Linked DNA regions of Ovis aries: region 2 is linked to region 1. Evidence: chromatin contacts called from public Hi-C data. All regions are on one chromosome and are shown on one strand. Each heading gives the region's core, a stretch centred on a gene start, on an enhancer-like site or on the middle of the called end of the contact. The rest is flanking DNA. Distances are from core to core; before and after follow the strand shown.

What was found. A called contact is a pair of places that touch in the nucleus more often than the background predicts.
Region 2: a Hi-C map of hypothalamus shows a contact between it and region 1, with 4 times the contacts expected there. The contact joins the promoter of MRPL10 here to the promoter of CDK5RAP3 in region 1. A contact is called at or near these places in 6 of 16 Hi-C or Micro-C datasets (blood, hypothalamus, liver and 2 more).

Annotation. Positions count from the first base shown.
Region 1 is chr11:38,227,268-38,233,378 of ARS-UI_Ramb_v3.0, forward strand. It overlaps CDK5RAP3 (CDK5 regulatory subunit associated protein 3), which reads right to left and starts at 2,909. Exons shown (of 13, transcript XM_060394857.1): 1 at 2,883-2,909; 2 at 2,614-2,659; 3 at 772-903; 4 at 392-492; 5 at 1-8. The coding sequence starts at 2,888.
Region 2 is chr11:38,359,379-38,365,489 of ARS-UI_Ramb_v3.0, forward strand. MRPL10 (mitochondrial ribosomal protein L10) reads left to right here and starts at 2,414. Exons shown (of 4, transcript XM_060394862.1): 1 at 2,414-3,510; 2 at 4,649-4,818; 3 at 5,996-6,111. The coding sequence starts at 4,714. SCRN2 (secernin 2) reads left to right here. Exons shown (of 8, transcript XM_060394860.1): 8 at 1-1,737. It overlaps LRRC46 (leucine rich repeat containing 46), which reads right to left and starts at 2,248. Exons shown (of 6, transcript XM_042255887.2): 1 at 1,947-2,248; 2 at 1,735-1,843. The coding sequence starts at 1,956.

The DNA of each region.
Region 1 (6,111 bases), core at 1,659-4,158:
TGCCAATCCTAAGAAAAGAAACAGGAAGTGAGCCAGGAGGGCAGCCACATCCCAGCTCAATCGCCCAACAGGGGACACTCTCCCAGTCTCTGCATCCTCATCCTCCTTCATAATGCTGGCTGGACCACCCACTTTAAGAGTATGGTGCCAACAAGCGATTCCTAAAGCAAATGGAAACCCAGGCGTAGGGGCACAAGGAGTTGGACACAACTGAGCGACTGATACTTCCACTTTCAGGATCTACTTTTGGCATAAACTATGGGGACAGAGAGAAAGCTGAGAAAATATTCCACGGGGGCATCTCCAATGGAACCTCAGCGAGACCAGACAGCCTCTGACCCCCTGGACTGGATGCCTCCAGCTGCGCGTTACCACCGTCACCCATACTTGCCTTCATTCGCTGTGAAGAGTACCGGCCGAAAATATTTTTTGTGGAGGCTTCAGTGCCTTTGAGAAGCTCCACAATTCTTAGGCAGTGGAAGTAGTGAATGTCTGGAAAGCAAAGAAAAACAAAGACTTTGGAAATAATAGTCTCTAACCCACCACTGCAGCCTCCGCATATGGCTGACTCATGTATATGCCAGTAACTTTAGAGGGCACAGCTCTCCCCTTCATCATTTTGTGTTGAAATAAACCAGCCTCTATACCCCAAATAAAAGCCTCTCTTTCTTTAGAGGTCAGTCCTATGACTAAAGAAAGAGGAACAGCTCAGCAGATTTATACCACCCCAAGAAAGACGGGGGTCCAGTAATGCAGCCCCGAAGCACTCACAGGATCCAGAGAGCAGCTGGGCGATCTCTTGGCTCTCTGGCATGTCCTGGATGGCGGCATTGATCTTCTCTCGGATGGTCAATACTAGACTCTGCCATTTCAGGTTGCAGTGCCTTCTATCTACCAGCCAGTCTATAGCAGAAACCCAAATCATAGCATTCCCATGGCCAAAACTGCATCACTGATTCAAGTGAAATATGCTAAGGCATTGGCTAAAAGTTGTACTCATATTGGTTAAGGTGTGGGGGTCACGGGAAGATGGGAATGAAGACAGGCTCAAAGGGATGCTTGGGGCTAAACAGATTCCAGCAACCTAACTTTATCCACAATGTGACTTTATAAAGTAACTGCCTCAACACAGGATAAAGGAAAGCTTTCAATTGGTCCTGACATCAAAGTGACACTTTGGACCACTCTAAATTCTCCATGATATTTTTGCTTCCATGGATAATTATATCTTTCTTACTGCCATTCAATTTCTACTTTCTCAGGGCTGGGATTAACCATGACAATGAAAAACACAAGTCGGTTACACCAAATACCAGATGAATGAACAACTGCAAAGCCCCTAAGGACTAAATAACACTGGTCTACTCTTATCAGCGAAGCACCATCCTGCACACATGGATACCAGTGTGACTGATCTCCTGGATTCTGGGCCAGATCTGTTTTCAGTTGAGGGTATAGGTGGATGAGAGCTATGTACATTTCCTCATAGGAGAGAGCTAAGACCTAGACTTTGTGGTCAGCTGGTCCTGGTTCTAATTACCAACTTTCTTGGGCAAGTCTCTCAACCTCTCTGTGCCTCAGTTTCTCTACATGTAAAATGGGCATGATAAATATACTGAGTACAAACGGTAGAACACTGAACATCATGCCTGGCGCATGGCAAGGGCTCAATGAATTGTAGTGGTCTTCATTTTCATAATGTTAAGCCCATAAAACAGCACTTGGTATAGAATAAACCCTCAATAAATGGTTGGGTTTTTACCAGTCCTTTTCAGGACCAATAACAAGCATATACATCAAGAGTGTACAGGTCCTGAAGAGCTGGGACAAATCCAAAATGAAGTTAAAGACGCTCCACTAAGTGGCCACCTTGCCCTTGTTAAGAAATCTGCTAACTGGTCAAATGCTGGGAGCCCACACTAGTTATCAGTTATATCCCCATTGCTGCACTCCACTAAAATCTCCAAAAACAAAAATTATGTAGATGTCACAGAAGTGGAAGCAAAGGGACGACACAGTCAAACAGATGTCATCTTAATGACACAACTGGCATCAAAACAATTAATTCAAAGACCATTTAAAAATCCAGGAGCTGTGCACTGCCCTAGAGGGGTCAGAGTGAAGAGGCCCTTCCCTGGCTCTGAACTAGAGAGGTGGTATATAGACGCGATACAGACAGCAGGGAGATGGTCTGGCCATTAAAAGGTTTTCTTTTCAACTGGACCTACGTGCCTTTTCCTCCTAAAGTCAAAGGAAAAAATAAAAAGGAAGAAAGTTTTTTTTTCCAGCGTAATACAATACTGGAACCTGACAGACTTAGGTTCTAACTTCAGATCTGCCATTCGGCAGCTGATCATCTTTAAGGCAAGCCTTCAACTCTCCTCTGTCCCTAAAATACATGACTGACAACATGTTATATACGTTTAAATAGAAAACACAGGTCAAGTATAGACTCTATGCATGGTTCCTTCCCGCTCCTTTTACTGAGGCAGGTCCAGCCACAGATGGGAGCACAGAACAGAGCGAGTGGTCGGCGGGTCCGCTGTTGGTGACAGAGGGCCAGGGGGCCAGGTCTCCCCTTGACAGCTAGGTGAGCGGGGGCGCCCCTCCTACCGAGTAGCTTGCTGGTCTGGATGTCGATGGGCACGTGCTGATGGTCCTGGCGGGAAACACGGCGGGGAAAGGTGCGTGAGTGCTGCGAGCTGACAAGCCGCTCGCGCGCTCACTTCATCGCCCCAACCGCCACCCTGTGGGGCCAGCACAACGGGCCGGGGAGGGCGCCCCCGGAGAGAGCCTGAGGAAGCATGTCAGGAAAGGACCGGCTGAACTCAGCCCAGGGGCCCCAGGGCAGCCCCCCATTTCCCCAGCTGCTGTTCCCCCACCTGCATCTTTCCTCCACTTCCGTTTCCGGCCTCCGACCGGGACACGCCCCGCCTACCACTAATCCAGGGCTGTTCTGGCTGAGCCTCGGGTTAGGCACAGATGGGTCTTCTCGGGCCACGTCACCGCCTTCCTCAGAGCCAATCGGGAAGCGCGCTCCATCCCAGGCCTCAAGCCCCACCCACGCCGGGGTTCCGAGTGGCTGAGCCCGGGAAGGGCGGGAGAAGAGGAGCCAGCCAATGGGAGACGCGAGGCGGGCTCAAGACCTGGCAGGAGCTGGGGCGCCCGGAAAGGGCTGCAGAGGCTGCAGAATCCCAGCAGGCGGCGCCCTGGAGCTGATCCCAGTCGCTCCCGGCCAGACAGGCGCGGAGCCCTCTGCGTAAAGATTAACGAGTCGGCCGACAGGGTCCTAGCGCCTACTGAGGAACCTAGAGGTCCTTGATGTTGTTTATTTATTTATTTTTTTAATGATGTCATTTTTTAATTTTGAACATAAGTGGGAAAAAATTTTGAATACAAGAGTAGAAATGCAATTCCAGAGGAAAACATTCCAGTGCATTGTGGTTCTTTGTGGGGTAGAAGATGGTGATAATGCTGCCCATAACTTGATGTTGTTTAGATACGCTCAGTCGTATCCGACTCTTTGCGACCCCGTGAATAGGAGCACTCCAGGCTTCCCTGTCGTAAACCATCCCCTGGAGTTTGCTCAGACTCATATCCATTGAGTCGGTGATGCCATCCAACCATCTCATCCTCTGTCGCCCCCTTCTCCTCCTGCCCCCAATATTTCCCAGCATCAAGGTCTTTTCCAATGAGTCAACTCTTCGCATCAGGTGGCCAAAGTATTGGAGCTTCAGCTTCAGCATCAGTCCTTCCAGTGAATAGTCAGGGTTGACTTCCTTTAGGATTGACTGGTTTGATCTCCTTGCAGTCCAAGAGACTCTCAAGAAGAGTCTTTTTAGAAACGCCCTACTTGCCTCGCTTTACCGTGGATCATGGTTTAAAAGTCTTTTTTGGCACATTACCTTCTCACTGAATTTATGTAATAGACAAGTGTTGAACACCTGCTACGTGTTATGTGATTAGGGCAGGGATGGGGAGGGAGGAGGGTCAAAGGAGGCATCCCAAAGATAACACCTAAATTGAGTGTTAAAAGAAGAGCTGCAGAAAGAGGGAGATGTGGGAGTGGTGTTCCCGGTTGGAGTAGACTGTACAAAGCTTTGCAGGCTTTGCAACGAGGTGCAGGGAAAAACAGGCGGGAAAGACTAGCAAGATAACTACGGGAGTCCCGTGTATAATTAAAATGCCCTTGTTAAAATATATGAACTGGACTTCCTTGATGGTGCAGTAGATAGGAATCCACTTGACACTGCAGGGGACCTGGATTTGATCCCTGGTCTGGGAAGATGCCACATGCCTCGGAGCAACTAACCTGTGGGTCACAATTACTGGGCCCGTGCTCTAGAGCCCAGGAGCCACAACTACTGAGCCTGTGAGCCTAGAGCCTGAGCTTCGCAACAAGAGAAGCTACCACATTGAGAAGCCCCTGCACCACAACTGGAGAGAGTAGCCACCACTCTTTGAAGCTAGAGAAAGCCTGTGGGCAGCAACAAAGACCCAGTGCAACCAAATAAATAAATATATATATAAACTGCATAGGTCTCACACTTATGAAGCTGGCCCTTCAGACAGGCCAGCTTCTGTGCTGTGAAATGTTTGAGGCAGAGGGTGGCTGGAGAAGGGACTGTAAAGGCAGAAGGGTAGTATCATATCATATCATCTCAGGAAGGAACTTGGACTTCACCCCTGCAGGGAGAGAGGAACCACTGGAGGGTTTCAAGGCTTTGAGGCTTGAGGCAAAGAGGGACCTGTACAAACTGACTGCAGAGACTGATGGATTCGTGGGAGGTAAGGCTGAAGGCAAGGAGACTGTTAAAAGGTTATTATGCAAGAGTTAGAGCTTGACCTGACACAGAGGCATGAGGAGGAAGAGAAGGACTGGATTTCAAAGATGGTTTGGAGGAAAATGGACAGGACTTGGCAGTTGGTTGGCTGTGTGGGTGGGGAGTGGGTCAACAGGGTGACGCATAGGTGGTTGAGTGGGAGTGCCCCACCTAATTCAGGGATGCAGGATACTGAGCATCCTGCAGGGGGTGAGGAGGAGGGCATCTCAGCTTTGAACTTGTGGGGCTGGTGGCCCAGGGAGACTCCCCTGTGAGAAGTATGCAAGAGGCACTTGGGTCTGCAGCTCTGGAGTTCAGGGGGCTGAAGATACAGCTTTGGAGAGCTGTAGGCTGATTCATCCGCATCCAGGTTGTGGCTGAAGCTGAGGGAGAGCATGAGATGGGTCCAGAAGTGCAGAGGAGAGAGGGTGGGCAGGGGATCTCACAAGACTGGATGTGCCATTTGGCACCCTTCCCCTTCCAGGTTGTTAGCTCCTCCAGGAGGCTCTGCCTGAGTCATTTTAAGTGACCAACCTCCCCTACCACCTCTGCCCAGAACATCACTTGGGGCTTAGTAAATTTTTTATTGAACTGTGTGATGTGATAGGGCAGTGAGAAGACCTAGATTCCTGCCCAATGAAATCTTGGACCATTTCGATAAGCTCTCTGCTAGCCACGGTTTCCTCCACATGGAGATAAAACATCCTGACCATCTCAGGGTATTTCTATTTACAAGCTTAAATAAACAAACCCACTAGATGTATGTAACTCTTTATAGTTTACAACATACTTTCATAGATTTGTTTTTCTCATTATTTGCAAACTCTCTGTGTGTCTATGAAACATTAATCATTATTGTTATAGAAGGAGTTGAAAGTCTTCCATAAAAATGGCTCATAGGGCAGAACTAAGAGCCTCTTCAGGGCTCTCTCATGGGAATTTGGCTCCCATCGTAGAATCCTGACTCAGGCTATAGGAATGGCTGGAGCTTCCCCATGATTAAACAAACTTACTGGGTTTCAACTATGTGTTCCTAGCTCCCTGGGACATCCCAAGAAGCATGGCCCTGCCCCACCCTCAAGGTGCATCTCTCCTCCTTGAACCAACAGGCAGGGCAGGGCAGGGCAGGGCAGGATGAGTCTGGAAGGCCCAGCCCTGGTAAGGTGGTGGAGGCAGAGACCACCAGCACTTCACCCCCACCCGCTTGCAGCACCCTAGGTGACTCATGCGGAAAGAAGGGTGTTTGAGAACAGCTCTGGCCGAGTGCTAGCGTCAGGGTGGTAGCCCC
Region 2 (6,111 bases), core at 1,164-3,663, 130 kb after region 1:
AACATGAGAGATTTAGGACAGACACCATCTAGGACTTCTAGAACAAGAAAAGTGTCTGATAGAAAAACGGTGATTTAAGAGCACGGTCAGGATCTCTTTTGGGTGCATTGGTCTTTCAATTCAGCAGAATTCTGATCTCTTTTGGGTGTCCTGGTCTTTGAATTCAACAGAATTCCTGATTCATCTGGAACCGTTTCAATGAAGGTCTGCCTGCCTGAACACCAGTAAATGGGCAAGATGACCTGGTTGGCGTCTTTCAGATTAAACAGACATGGCTCATAGGGGCTGGAGTCCCCTCCCCAGGGAGAAGGGAGGGCAGGAGGCAGGACATTACCCCTTGCAGATAGAGGCTGTGAAGATTCTGGAGGCCCTCTAAGTTCCTGATAGTGGTAATTCCCTCCCGGTCCAGGCGAACAGTCTGCAGTTCAGCAAGCGTGTGGAACCTGGGCAAACGGGTGCTGTGACGGAGTGCCACTTCTGTGGTCTCTTAGCAGGAAGATGGAGGGGACGGTGTTTTAAGGAGGGATGGATGGCTCAGTGACTCTGATCAGATGTCAGAGAAACCTGCTTGACTCATGAGGTGGGGTCTAGATTGGGAACCTGGGTTGACTTGGAGACCTCAGTATCTATCAGTAGCACTGGGAGGGATAAGGGTGAGAGGGGAGTGAGACTCCTTGGACTGGGCAACTGGGTGATGGCAGCTTATGGTTCCTGCAGATGTGGGGGCAGACTTCCCCAGCCAGCTTGGGTTGGGGAGGCAGGGGCTGGGACAGAGAGGAGATCCTTCCTCACATCCCTTCTGAGTGGTCCTTGGAAGGAAAATCACTTGTTCCACCCACCCATTCGTTAATCCTGCAACACTTACTGAATGCCCTTTAGAGACAAATGAGAGAGTCCCTGCCCATCACTATTAGGGAAGCTGGCCAAACATCTATGACAAGTGGATGACAGAAGCATGTGCAGAGGACTAAGGGAGTACATGGACTATACATTGAATCCAGAGGATTCAGGGAATGCTTCCTGGGGGAGATGACACATAAGTAGGAGTTAGACTGGAAGGAGAGGGGGGATGAGAAAGCATTTCAAGCAGAAGGAATAGTATGTGTGATTCCAGCCTTTCTTCAACTGCAATGTGCCCATGAATCCCTTAGGGAGTCTTGTTAAAGTGCAGATTTTGATTCAGTAAGTGGGCCTGAGATTCTTCATTTCTAACAAGCTCCTAGGTGATGCAGATGCTGCCCACTCACCCCAGGACCACTCTGAGTAGTAAGTGCTAAGCTGTGAGAACATGGGGTCTTAGAGGAATCACACTTACGGAGAGTGGCAAAAAATAAGGTTGAAAAGGCACCAGGCTAAAGTGTTTGGATTTTATTCTGGAGGTGCTAGGGAAGTTAAGGAAGGTCCTATCAGGGTATGTCTGATCAGATTTGTTATTTAAAAGGATCATTTTGGCAACAGTATGGGGTGCCTGGACTGGAGGCAGACAGGCTAATTAGGAGTTTGTTGAGAAGTGATGACTTTAGACCCTTATTTAAAGCAACTGAGTGGGCATGGTGAAAAAAAGATAGAATGATTTTTAAGGAGGAAGAATCAGTTGGACATTGCCACTGAATGAATGTGTAGAGTGAATAAAGAGAGAGACAAAAGTAAGCTGACAAATCAGTAGAGCTCAGGTTGCTGGTCATTCTGTGTGTTTCAACGTTCCAGCACCCCTTTCCTCTCCGGTGCACTTACATCTTCTCTGACAGATCCTCATCCTCAGGGAAGGCCAAGTTCCGCCTAGTGATGAGGGCTTCAGTAATGCACATGCCATTGACTTCCTCTGGACTCTGGGCAAGTTTAGCTGTGAAAAGATGAGTCCAATTGTTACATTTCCTTGTTCTTGGAGGCCTGACTCTACTACTGTTAACCAACTGTTCTACCTACCGTCCCACCTCCCTACTCACCTCCAGGCATGATCTAAAAGTTGCTGGCTTGCAGAGCGATTGGAACGAAGAGAAGTAGAGCGGCTTGGACAGCCCCTGGGAATGGAAGAACCCAGGATGGTATGAGGAGAGAGAAGCTCAGAGAATTGGGGGATAATGGAAAGGGGTTGGCTCAGAGCTAACTGTTGGGGTAGGGCAGAAGACGAAAGTAAATCGAAGTGGAGGATCTGGAATTTGAGGGGTGTATAGGGGCTTTCCAGGCCGCCTACAGGGGGATTGTAGGTAGATAGCGGTGCGGACGGATGGAAAGAGCGGCTCGAGGCGTCGTTGCTAGGAGACCGGACGCCTGACGACGCCCTGGCGAGGGCGGGCTCCCAGGTGCCGGGTTCGGCGCATGCGGATTACTGCTCCAGCCGGCGGTTCCTCCCTCCGCTTCCGGTCCTGGTACTACCCACAATACTTAGCTCTTTCCGTCGCGCTCGTCTCCCGGTCCTTCTTCCGGTGGTGATGGCTGCGGCCGTGGCTGGGATGTTGCGAGGGGGTCTCCTACCCCAGGCGGGTAAGGAGCGGCCCGCGTCTTCGCGGCGCGTTCTGGCCGATGCTCTCTACTCGTCTTCCTCCTCTGCTGCTGGTCCTCTCCCCAAAGTTCTGATCCCAGACAGCTCCCGCTGACTGTAGATTTAATGAGTGATTTTTGAGTACCTTATATAGACCAGGCACAGTGATAAGTACTTTACATATATTATTTCGCTTAAACCTTAAAGCATCCTATGAAGATCGCTGGCCTAATCTAATTTCCTGTGATTCCAGATTCTAGTAGTAACAGCAACACAGCAGAAGCGTCGGGGACAACCACAGTACTTATTCTCTATCCCCTAGTCTCCCTGCCTTGTTTAGGGTTTTAACCCATTACCTAGTTTTTTCTGCCTCCAAAAATGAAGATCTCAGGCCTTCCGTAGCCACCCTCTGCAAAGAAGGTCTCCCCTGTTAAGTCTGTATCTGTCACCCTGTTTATTGACCCCTTCGCCTCATCACAAACTGTAATTTTGCATTAGTTTGTTTTCTCTGCTACTGCTAAGTCGCTTCAGTCATGTCCGACTCTGTGCGACCCCATAGACGGCAGCCCACGAGGCTCCCCCATCCCTGGGATTCTCCAGACAAGAACACTGGAGTGGGTTGCCATTTCCTTCTCCAATGCATGAAAGTGAAAAGTGAAAGTGAAGTTGCTCAGTCGTGTCTGACCCTCAGCGACCCCATGGACTGCAGCTTCCAGGCTCCTCCATCCATGGGATTTTCCAGGCAATTAGACTTTAACTCCATCAAGGCAGAACCCTATTCCTTCAGCATAGCCAGCAGGTGGCATGGTGCTTGATATTAGTAGGCATGCTATAGATATTTGTTTAATGAATGATTTTGAGTACCTTATATAGACCAGGCACAGTGATAAGTACATGTATTTCATTTAAATCGTAAAGCATCCTATGAAGAAGACATTCTCTTCCCCTGTTTACAGGTGAAGAAACTTGTTGAATGGTCAAGGTCACAGCCAGTAAGTGGCAGAAGAAAGATTGAAAATTGGCTCCATGTATGTCAATTCTATCTCAATAAAACTGAAAAAATTTGGTTCCATCAGATAGAGAGCTTGTGCTCTCAACCATTAGGATTTGTGGCCACTAGCAAGAAAACCTCTCACTTCAGCAAAATCTCCATGCTCTCTGATTATTAGAGCCACCTTCTGACTGAAACTTTCCCTGAGATCCCATCCTAGGCTTGGGGAGGGCTGAAAATGGGAAGCTGTAACCTGAGTCCTTTTATTGAGAATGAAGGGGTTTCTTTGGCCTTGGTATCTCGAATGTCTCCCTTGTCTTCTGAGGGGTGCTCCGCAGCAATGCCTGTAAAAAAGAAAAGTAGAGAGGAGAAAAACTTGTTTCGGGGGAGATGTGAGAACAGTATAACTTTTCCCTCCTGCTTCAAATCCTGGGGGAAGGAGTAGTGCTTAGAGCAGTGATTCTCAAACTTCACCATCATCAGTATCACTTGGAGGGCTTGTTAACACACTGTTCGCTGGGCTCCTCTTCAGAGCTACTGACTCAGGAGATCGAGGACAGGGCCCGAGAAGTTGTATTTCTAACAAGTTCCTGGGTGATGCTGTTGGGTTGGGAGTTGGTGGTAGCGCGTACTTTGAGAACCACTGGCTTAAAGTTGGCAAATTATGGCAGGGCAGGTCACTGTCTTCTCTCCATAGTTGTATTAGAAACAAGCTACATCTGTCTGTTTACATAGTGACTATGGCTGCTTCCACGATACAGTGGCAGAGTGTAGTAGTGGCAACAAACCATATGGCTCTCAAACATAAAATCTGTGTTTGGTCACTTAAGAAAAAGTTCGTTCAACTCTTTCCTTTTAAAAATGTGTTTGAAATATTTTCTCCTTTGTTCCTGTTTTTCCTCATCTCTGTGCATAAAGAAGAGCTGGAGGAGTGGGCTCCTCCAGGATGAAACACCTGAGCTACGGTCACCCATTAAAGAGAAGAAAAGGTCTGGGGATTCAGGCTTTCCAGCAGACAGTTCCTTGTTCCACTCAATGCCAAGGCTAGCTTTGTGAGCTCCGTTCATAGAGGGTGGATTCTTTGTCTCTGGAGCAGACTAAGGCTCTTTGTCTCTGGGGCAGACTAAGGCTTCCAAGATGCTACATCTCACCACATGGCCCTTGTCTTCTTCCAGGCCGGCTGCCCACCCACCAGATTATCCGCTGTGGCTCCAAGGCTGTTACTCGTCACCGTCGTGTGATGCACTTTGAGCGGCAGAAGCTGATGGCTGTGACTGAGTATATTGCCCCCAAACCTGTTGTCAACCCAAGGTGCCTGCCGCCCCCTCCCAGCCCCCCGAAGGAGGTAAGGAGGAGGCTGGGCATGTCGCCCGTGGTGGGATGGTGGGTTAAAGTGATCTTGTCTCTGTGGCCATAATGAAGTAGCACTCCAGGACATGGTCATCCACATTGTAACTTCCCCACTTTGATCCCAGAGTTCAGATCCTTTAAAATGAAATCTACCCTTGATTCTCGGTTGGCCTCTTGGACTCAGTGGATTGGACAGGTGTGGGTTTCCTTCACTCTTGTCTCCAAAAATGTGTGCTTGAAACTCTCCACATAGGAGAGAACATCCCACTGATCTTGAAGCTTCCAGGTTTTCTTAGAGGAACAATACAAAGTATTTGGTCCTTGAAAAAGGGCAGAAAGATCAGTAGAATAGTAACTTGATGGTGGCTCTCAAGTCCCCAAGTTCTCAACTTTGAGAAACACTGTCTTGAGAAAATGAAGTCTTGTTCTGTGAAAATACCTCAATTTTGAATCAACACTGCAAAAGAGTAATCTAGTATTTAAATTGGTAAAAGAATTCAACATGAATACAGTGTCAGAGGGCTAATTAAGTAATTTTGACAATATTATTATCAAAATAACATTAGCTGAGTCAGACGTTGTGCATTTCAAAAGGACTGAGTGTTCTCAGGTTTTAAAAACACTGCTCTAGGCTCATGGAACTCTGTTCAATGTTATGTGCCAGCCTGGATGGAAGAGGGGTTTGGGGAAGAGTGGCTACATATATATGTATGGGTGAGTCTATTCACTTTTCATCTGAAACTACCACAACAGTGTTAATCAGCTGCACTCCAATACAAAATAAAAAGTTTAACGTTTGAGGGGGAAAAAATGCTGTTCCAGGGGATTTCCTGGCAGTCCAGTGGTTAGAACTCTGCGCTTTAACTGCCAAAGGCTTGCATTCAGTCCTTGGTCGGGGCACTAAGATCCCACAAGCTGCATGGCACCATAAAAAGATGATAGTATAAAATTTTAAAATAATAAAAATACTGCTCTGAAGCCTGTAGTTATCAAATGGAAATGAAAGGGTGGAGTGAGAGAACATGTTTCTGAGAGTCAGGGGCCTGGTTCTCCTTCCTGTGCCCTAATCTTCACTTGGGCATCACTGGGAGCTCTGGCACCCATCCCCGAGGGAGTAAGGAATACTAGAAGGGGCAGCTTATGGCCCCTTGGTCCTCCCTTCTTGACCTCAGGAGACAGGCCTCATCCGGCTCCTCCGTCGGGAGATAGCAGCAGTTTTCCGAGACAACCGAATGATAGCTGTCTGCCAGAACGTGGCTATGAGCGCGGAGGACAAGCTTCTCATGCG